Regions from separate parts of the Mus musculus genome. Here region 1 is linked to region 2. The links are chromatin contacts, called in public Micro-C maps. All regions are on one chromosome and are shown on one strand. The core of a region is the stretch at or near the end of the contact, and the rest is flanking DNA. Distances in the headings are between cores, read along the strand shown. Region 1 holds the start of Smurf2 (SMAD specific E3 ubiquitin protein ligase 2). Region 2 overlaps Pecam1 (platelet/endothelial cell adhesion molecule 1).

Region 1 (4,341 bases), core at 1,538-4,037, 260 kb before region 2:
CTACATAGAAGGAGTTAAGAAACCATTAGCTGGATGAATGAATTCTCATAGGAATATTTTGCTGTGGAGAGAATGGCCATTTCTTTCTGTTCAATGCTGTTTTCTTTTCCTGAAAGTTTTTACATCTAAACACATATAATTAATATCCCTACTTTTCATCTTTTTCCTTACCAATTTCTAGGTATCAGATGATAGTCCACTGCATAGTTTCTATATAATGTGTACTAACGAAATAGCCAAGGGGGAATGTGCATAAAAACTCCTTTTTACTTGAAGGTTTCTGGCTCAGAGAGCTCTGTTTTGGGCCTACACTGGTGAGGCTTTTTTGTCAAGAGATTTATTGGAAGTGGCTTTCCTATTAACATTAGTCCTTTTGATTTTATTATTTTTTTGTCTTCTAAAATCTTTATTTTATTTATTAATTAAAGTCAATATTAAAGATTTAATGTGTTAAGGAAAACAACAATAAAACAAACATCCACGTACCCAGCTTTAAAAAGATTACTACCAGTATAATAAAGGGCGTGGTGGTAGGTTTGGATGGATCTCTGTCCATTTCCAGCCAGTCTGGTCTACATAGTAAGTTACAGGCCAGCAAGGCTTACACAGTGAGTCCCTGTCTGTAAAATAAAAGCTAAAATAACAAATACAGTGTTATTATAGATGTTGCTCAGTGGTAGTATGCTTGCCTATCATGTGTAAGACACTGGATTTGACTTCTAACATTACACAGAGGTTATCAACATATTGAATGGTTTTGCTTATTATTTATATTTTGAGCTTTTTAAAAGACTTATTTGTGTGTATGAATGCTTCTCCTGAATGTATCTGTGTGTATCGCATGCATGCTTGGTGCCCATGGAAGTTAGAAAAGAGCATCATATCCCTTGGAACTGGGGTTATAGATGGTTGTGAGCTAGCTTGTGGGTGCTGGGATGAACCCAGATTATCTGCAAGAGCAACAAACCATCTCTTCAGCCCTGACTGAATGGTTTAAAAGCATTATTCTTAGGGAAGTCTAAACGGAATTGTCTGAACCTATGCCCATTTCCCTGAGCCGCCACATATGTGAAGGTATTGCTTAAAACTCACAACAGTCTTCCACCCTCCCACCCCCTGCTAGGCTTCCGACCATTTTCTGAAATCTTAACTTCCATTTCCCAATACAAAGCTACAAATTATGCTAGTGGGTGGTTGGGAACAAAGTGTGGGCCATAAGAACCAGGGAAAGGAAGAGTGCATACATCAGCCTGCTCAGTTTATTGTCTCAGCCTAGCGTTTGAAACAGTGATGTAGCAATTGTTCTATCGCCACAGTAACTTTTGTGGGAATTATTTCCTGAGCCTTCAGATCTTACATTGCACAAAGAAGTGTTTAAGGGCCCTGTTCATTGCTTTGTGAATAATAAGCACTTAGTATTTCTTGATTGAATTTTTAGAGCTGTCCCTTGTATTTTAAGTCTTACTGCTAGAACTTATGATTTTGGGATCACTTTAATCCGTAGGAGTGTTTTTAGACCGATGAAACGCTCTTGGATTTCACCTGGAGAATGAAGTGTCTTAACTGGTAGATTTTAAGTCACCATTTGCAATGTTTTAGGATTAAAATGTATTAGGCTTCAATGAACAGTTTAAACGGCATTAATGTTATAACAGCTTTAAAGCAAAGCTAACATGGATATAAATCCACACTCTTTTTTTTTTTTTTTTTTGGTTTTTTGAGACAGGGTTTCTCCGTGTAGCGCTGGCTGTCCTGGAACTCACTTTGTAGACCAGGCTGGCCTCGAACTCAGAAATCCACCTGCCTCTGCCTCCCAAGGCATGCGCCACCACTGCCCGGCACAAATCCACACTCTTATCCTTAGTTTGCATTATTACTCTTGCGTGCACATAAAACTTGTATTCTCCATTTAAACCCTGCATTACATATAAAGTCTGACATGTTACATGGCTACCACAATTGCCATTTAGATGGCTGCATAAAAATGTGTTGCAGTTGATGTAATACAATTCACTATTAGGCTGCACTCTCACCCCAACCTTGCAAAACAAAATCCCAAAACAACCTGCATTATTTATTTGTCCAGAATAAGTTCTTATTAGTTGTAAGTCACCGCGTCAGAGTTACAGTCCTATTCATTTTCTTTTTTCCTCCTGGGACAGCAAAATACAGTACTGCGTGAGCTTTCCACACTATATCCACCTATCTTGTTCACAGTCTTTGGCCGCATTTGTATTATCTCCCTATGCTTGTCCTGGGCAGGGTTGGGGGAAGAATCGAGCAGGTAGGTAACCGGATATGGAGCACCAGGTGAGCCTGTGGAGGTGGCAATTACAATACTCAGAGCTAAGCACTCCTGGGAATTTGCTGGAGCGTTCGATGTGGGAATAGCATCTTGGCGAATTAATTCTTCGGACTTGGGTCTAACTTTACTCTCGCCAGCCTCTCAGAGCGCGCAGTGGGAGTATTACTCGGGCATTCTGCCCTGTAGGGACACAGGCGATCTTTCAGTGAGCTAGCTGGTCAGTAGGCCCCTCTGGTGCCATCGAGCCGGCGCCGCCGGGCGGTGTAGTTCGGGGCCCAGTCTGGGCCGTGGCGCACGCGCTGCCCGCAGCTCGCGCGGAGCCAGGCCTTCCTCTGGCGCCCCAGGCGCAGGAGACCTCGCCCACAAGCCCGCCCCCTCGCCGGCCCCGCCCACCGCAACCCCGCCCCGCCCGCCGGCCCCGCCCCCGTCTCCTCCCCGCCCCCAGGAGCCGACGAGTGGCGGCGGCGGCGGCGGCGGCAGCGGCTGCGGCCCCAGGACCGGGTTCTCTCAGACAAGAGGGCGGGCGGAGGAGGAAGCGGCCGAGCACCCGCCCGCCTCAGCAGACTTCGCACCGTCCGCTCCCAGGCCTCGCGGCACCGAGAAGGGGAGACCGAGGCGGACCGCGAGGACAAGAGGCGGCGGGGGCGCGGGGCGGAGGCGGCGCGGCCGGCCGCGGCTGCCGCTTTGTTGTGTGGCCCGGGCCGAGGAAGCAGAAGTGGGAGGAGGGGGGAGCTCTGCGTCCCGCTCCCTCCGCGGCTCATGGCGACGGCGCTCGGCACATCCGGGACCCTCCGGCCCTGGCGGCCGCGGCGCGGGCTGTTCGGACCCCGGCCCCGGCCGCTGTGGTGACTCCTCTGCGCCTCGCCGTCGGCCCAGCCCAGCCCAGTCCGCCCGCCCGCCCGCCGGCCCGCCGGCCGCGAGCGCCGCCGCCGCCGCCGCCGCCACCTCCCCCGCCGCTGGGGACATGTCTAACCCCGGAGGCCGGAGGAACGGGCCCGTCAAGCTGCGCCTGACAGGTGAGCTGGGCGGGCGGCTGTGGCGCCTGTGGGCAAGCAGAGGGCCGGGGTCGCGGTCGGTGGTGGCGTTGGACGGGAATCCGGGCGTGGGAAGGCCTAGTTTAGGGAGTCATTGGAGAACCACTTAGCTGGGGTTGGGAAATTCTTCAGAACGCCCAGTGTGTGGCCCGTGGGTCTCCCGTGGAGGGCGGATTTGAGGTCCTGAAGTCTCGTTTCCTGGGGTCACAGGAGCAGCCCCTGGGCTCCTGCCCAGGTGGGGTCGGGAAAGGGATTACTGAATCCAGTTGCTGACTGCGCGCGGTAAACACTCCTTAAACATGGAGTGAGTGCTTAACGGGAGAGTGCTTGTGTTCCCGGGTTGTTAACTTGGACACCTACCTATGCCCGGCAGTGAAACCTTTACTCTCCAGTGCTGCCAACCTCTGTGGCCAGTGCCACACACCTTAAACGCACGTCTCTGGGAGGGAGGGACCGAGACTGTGGTTGGCTTTTCCGGCGTGTCTGCCTGATCCCACGACTCCCGGCTCATTGTACACTCTGTGTTTTGGAAGTTGTTTGATTGTAGGGTAGCATGTTTGGGGTTGTTCCTTGTAGGCCGCAGAACTAGTTGCTCATGTCTTAACTCCAGACCTGGTTTAGAATCCCTTGCTTTGCAATGTGTTTCTCAGTCTGGACGCATACGAACTTTTAAGCTAACTTTCACTAGTCCTCTCCACACTTCTCACCCTCTTTCTAAATGGAAAGGAATGCTCAGAGGGATTTGGGAAAGACTGTTTAATGTTCCCAGCTGCAGGGAGTTGTTAACATATTACAGGTATAATTTGCTTACGATGCCACTTCTGATATTCTTCCGTGGTCAACGTCCCCCTCCTTTTAAGGAAAAATTGCGTTTGGTTTAAAGCGTGTAATTGAAACTATTGTCCCTCTGCTAGCTAGTCACGTCATTCACAGCAAGTAAATTGTCCACATTTATATTCAGATGTGTGGTGAAGAAGACGGCATTTTGTAGTTGGTTCATAT
Region 2 (4,561 bases), core at 43-2,542:
TCACTTAACTCTGGACTCCATTGACCTCAGACTTCATGCGGGATAATCTGTGATATGCCTGAGCTCTAGGGGGTTTCGTTTCATGGTGGTGGCCTGCAGTGCTGGAGAGTCGGCCCGCAGGACCTCAGGCCTGCCAGTTAGATGTCTGTCCACTGAGTCACACCCCCAGCTCAGCACACATGCACGGTTGCTACAACCTGGTGTAGGGAGAGCAGTCCTGATGAGTCTGGTGAGTAGGAGTCAGGGATGCTATGAAACATCTCGTGGTACAGTCAGTCTCGGTCAAGAGTTCCCAGCCCAGAATGTCAGCAGGATGAACACAGAGAAGCCCTGGCTTAGAGGACACCAGCTTCTATGCCTGTCCACCAGGAGAGCTCCCTCAGACACCAGCTCTTGCTTTCTCTGTGTCCACCTCAGGAGCTGACCAGGGCACCTGGTCCCACCCACACCTCTGGCCTGTAAAGGAAACCAAGTCTTGCTCTCAGCCCCAGCTCTGTATCAGTTGGGCACCCCCACTCCCCACCCAAGCGTCAGCTACTCCACCCCTCTTCACCCTTGCTTTCTCTTTGTGTGGAATTCAGACTTCCAGGATCTTTTCCTTTCATCTTCTTTTCCAGTTCCTCCCTACCCCATCTCCTTTTCTTTCCTTTTCTTTAAGACAGTTCAGTTAACCTCCAATTCATAACCTTCCTGTGGCAGCCTCTCAAATGGTGTCATTACAGTTGTGCACCACCAGACCCAGCTCAGGATGTGTGAATGGGGCTGGGGGCGGTGGGAAGCGAGTGGGCAGAAATCCCTCATCTTTCTCACATTCCTTACTGCCCCTTACCAAGAGGATAGCCATGACAGGAAGTACCATCAAGAAAGAACCTGACCTGGACATCATGGCACTTGAAAGGCTGAGGCAGGAGGATTGCTGCAAATCTGAGGCTAGACTGGGCCAGGATTAGACCCTACATCAATTTAAATTAAGGAGAAGAGGCCTCTCAGCAGGAAGCCACCATGTCTAAGGGTGGAACACTCTCTGGTCTCTGAGCCCTGGGCTTCATCTTGCCCTCCCTCCCCCTGTACCCCCTCCCCCCATTCCTAGAACTCTGAGCAATAAATTTCTGTTGTTTCTACATTTAAAAAGGAAAAAATAGGAGCAGGGGTGGGGGTGGGGGTGGGGTCCTGGCTAAGTCCTCTGAAGGGAGAGAAGAACACTTGAAAGTTGGTTCCCACCCATCCTGTGTGGCCCAAAGCCAGCTGGGCCAGCAGGTACTGCCAGGGTGGCACTTCCTGCCTGAACACGCAGGAGGGGAAAGTACCTTACGCCGTGCCCCATCGTGTAACATTACCCACCAAAGAAACAGTCTCCAAGTGGGCCCAGACTTGCCTGCCATCAGTCTTGCCTTCTCCCATGCAGAGTTTTGTTTTTTGGTTTGTGAGGTTTGTTTTTTTTTTTTTTATATTTATTTACTTATTTATTATATGTAAATACACTGTAGCTGTCTTCAGACATTCCAGAAGAGGGCATCAGATTTCGTTACGGATGGTTGTGAGCCACCATGTGGTTGCTGGGATTTGAACTCGGGACCTTTGGAAGAGCAGTCGGCGCTCTTAACTGCTGAGCCATCTCACCAGCTCCTGTGTGGTTTTTTGTTGTTGTTGTTGTTGTTTTTGTTTTTTGTTTGTTTGTTTGTTTTTCCGAGACAGGGTTTCTCTGTGTAGCCCTGGCTGTCCTGGAACTCACTTTGTAGACCAGGCTGGCCTCTAACTCAGAAATCCACCTGCCTCTGCCTCTGCCTCCCCAATGCTGAGATTAAAGGTGTTCATGCGCCACCATGCCTGGCTGCCATGCAGAGTTTTAACACGTCACATTTTGTTTCTGCTTCTGGAGAACGTGGGCTGGGTGGGGGAGGCCGGGACATGGGGTTCTTCTCCCCTGTGGAGACCTGGGCCAGGAGGAGCTGTCATGGCCTCCCTCGGTGTGTGGAGGCTGACAGAGTGGCTGCTCGGTGCCTGGGCTGATGTACAGATTTTTTGAGAGGCCAACTGCCTTTGTCCCGCTAGAATAGAAGAGGGGCCCCTTTGGGACAGCGGTTCCTGTTCCCTCTAACTAGGAACAATGGAATATTATATGACAGGGTTTGAAGGGGAAGTAGACTTGGGGAAAGCAGGTTTTTATTTGTTTGTTGTTTTGTGACAGAGCCTGGAACTCTTGGTAATCCCCCTGCCTGGCAGCTTGACTGCTGGATTTACAAAGAGAGCTACCACACAAGGCTCAAAGGGTTTTTTGTTTGTTTGTTTCTTAGGATTTTTTGGTTTTGCCTTCTATCTTTCCACCTCTTCTTCCTCTGTGTCTCTGCCTGTCTGTCTGTCTGTCTCTCTCTCTCTGAGGATGACCTTGAACTCCTGATCCTCCTGCCTCCACCTCCCTAACACCAGACTTTATAAGCCCCGTGCTGCCACACCAATTTCTATGATACTGGGGGTCAGCCCCAGGGCTCCATGTGTTCCAGGCAAGCACTTAACCAGCTGGCCTGCACCCTTGTTCTTGGCTTTCTCGCCATGACCTTTACCATCTGTAAGAGCAGCCACCAACCCCTAACCCCCTACCCTGTCCCCACCCCTACCCTGCCCCCAGCACATGGGAACTTTTTTCCCAGAGAGCACATGAGGTATTCATTGCTGCTGTTTCCACCAGACCTGGAGAATCAGCCCCAACACAGAGTCAGTCCCTGGGATGGGCGGGAGAGTCTGACTCTGTGCGAAGAGGCAAATCCTACCCCAGCCTCCCATCTGGTGGTGAGGCTCCTCTTCCAGTGATGCAGGCAGTGATGTGATCCTTCCGTGCAGAGCTTCCTGCTCTCTCACTCTCTCCACTTCCAGGCTTTTGTCAGAGGCCATGGGCATAACAACGGTGGCCTGGCTGGGCAGCCGGGCACAGTGTGCATTCTGACAAAAGGATGCGTCAACTTGAGCCTCATATGGGAAAGGGAAATTGCAGGCTCTGCTCTTAGTCAGTTTGGCCATGGATGCCAAGAGCCTGAGTTATCCTCCTCCTCCTCTTCTTCTTCCTCTTCCTCCTCTTCTTCCTCTTCTTTCTCCTCCTCCACTTCTTCTTTCTCCTCCTCCTCTTCCTCCTCCACCTCTTCTTTCTCATCCTCCTCTTCCTCCTCCTCTTCCTCTTCCTCCTCTTCCTACTCTTCTTCCTCCTCTTCTTCTTTCTCCTCTTCCTCTTCCACCTCCTCCCCTTCCATCCTTACTCCCAGGAATGGGCAGACAGTGTAAAATCAACTGTGAGAATAGATTTGCTGCCAAAGATATTGGCAACATTATTTACTTAAGACAGCAAAATCCTGGACAGAACCTCTTTTGTTTTTAAGTTTTGTTTATGTGTATGGGGGTTCTGACTGTGTGCGAGTCTGTGTAGCATGTGTGTGCCTGGTGCCTGAGGAAGCCAGCAGAAGGTGTCAGATGCCCTAAGACTAAAATTATAGACAGTTGTGAACCACCATGTAGGTACTGGAAATCGAATCTGGGACCTCTGGAAGGGTAGCCAGTGTCCTTAACCACTAAGCGATCTCTCCAGCCCCAGAACCTAGCTTTTTAAAGTTAGGAACCTGGTTAAGCAATCAGCTGTGTAGCCACTTAACTTGACGGTGTAGCTACTTGGACAGTGGCATTTAAGAAAGGTCATGAGCCAGGTGTGGTAGCGCACGCCTTTAATCCCAGCACTTGGGAGGCAGAGGCAGGTGGATTTCTGAGTTCGAGGCCAGCATGGTCTACAGAGTGAGTTCCAGGACAGCCAGGGCTACACAGAGAAACCCTGTCTCGAAAAACCCAAAAAAAAAAAAAAAAAAAAAAAAAAAAAAAAAAAAAAAAAAAGAAAAGAAAACAAAAGGAAAGAAAAAGAAAGGTTATGAAAGTTCTTACAAAACCACACTGCATGAAAGGATGGGGTGGAACACATCACAGGCCTATCGCCCTAACTTCCCCTGACCCTCCCCAACAGTCCACTCAGAACACTGCTAGGGGACAGTGGAAGGGACCAAAAGTGGGTGGAGGGTGGAGCAGAGATCACTTTTATTTGCAACTTTCTAATTTTCTGTTTTCTATTTTTCTCTACTAATTAAAAATCTTTAAAATGCCACACAAGAAGCTGCACTTCTTCGATCCCGGCACTCTGGAAGCAGAGGCAGGTGGATTTCTGGGAGTTTGAGGATACCTTGGATAGTTTTGAACAGATAGCTCAAGGACACCCAGGGCTACATAAAGAGCTCCTGTCTTTAAGAAAAGAAAAGCCACAGTGGGGGTGTAGTTGGTAGAATGCTTGCCTAGCATGCACTGGGCCCTGGACTTCATTCTTAGCACCCCATGAACTGTGTGGTGGTTCATGCCTATAATTGGGAAATGGAAGTCTCAGAAACTCAAGGTTATCCTGGACTACATAGTAAGTTAAAGGGCTAGCCTGGCCTACATGAAGCCCTACTTAAAAAAAAAACAAAACAAAAAACAAAAATCAAAGCTAGCACACAAAAAGGTCAAATGACGTTCCAGGGACTCTACATGCCTATCT

Evidence for each region. A called contact is a pair of places that touch in the nucleus more often than the background predicts.
Region 1: a Micro-C map of embryonic stem cells shows a contact between it and region 2, with 1.9 times the contacts expected there. The contact joins the promoter of Smurf2 here to the enhancer-like site in region 2. A contact is called at or near these places in 4 of 484 Hi-C or Micro-C datasets (Th1 cells, embryonic fibroblasts, embryonic stem cells and 1 more) and 1 of 115 datasets of contacts at active chromatin or transcription factors (effector CD8 T cells).

Annotation. Positions count from the first base shown.
Region 1 is chr11:106,919,161-106,923,501 of GRCm38.p6, reverse strand. Smurf2 (SMAD specific E3 ubiquitin protein ligase 2) reads left to right here and starts at 2,787. Exons shown (of 19, transcript NM_025481.3): 1 at 2,787-3,321. The coding sequence starts at 3,270.
Region 2 is chr11:106,662,237-106,666,797 of GRCm38.p6, reverse strand. All of the region lies in intron 14 of Pecam1 (platelet/endothelial cell adhesion molecule 1), which reads left to right. Among named protein-coding and RNA genes, the nearest start is that of Pecam1, 51 kb to the left of the region's middle. Within about 2 kb of position 1,292, at least 77 of the 459 cell types and tissues checked have an H3K27ac peak or open chromatin away from gene starts, as enhancers often do. A contact at or near this core is called in Th1 cells, effector CD8 T cells, embryonic fibroblasts and 1 more, where this site is marked.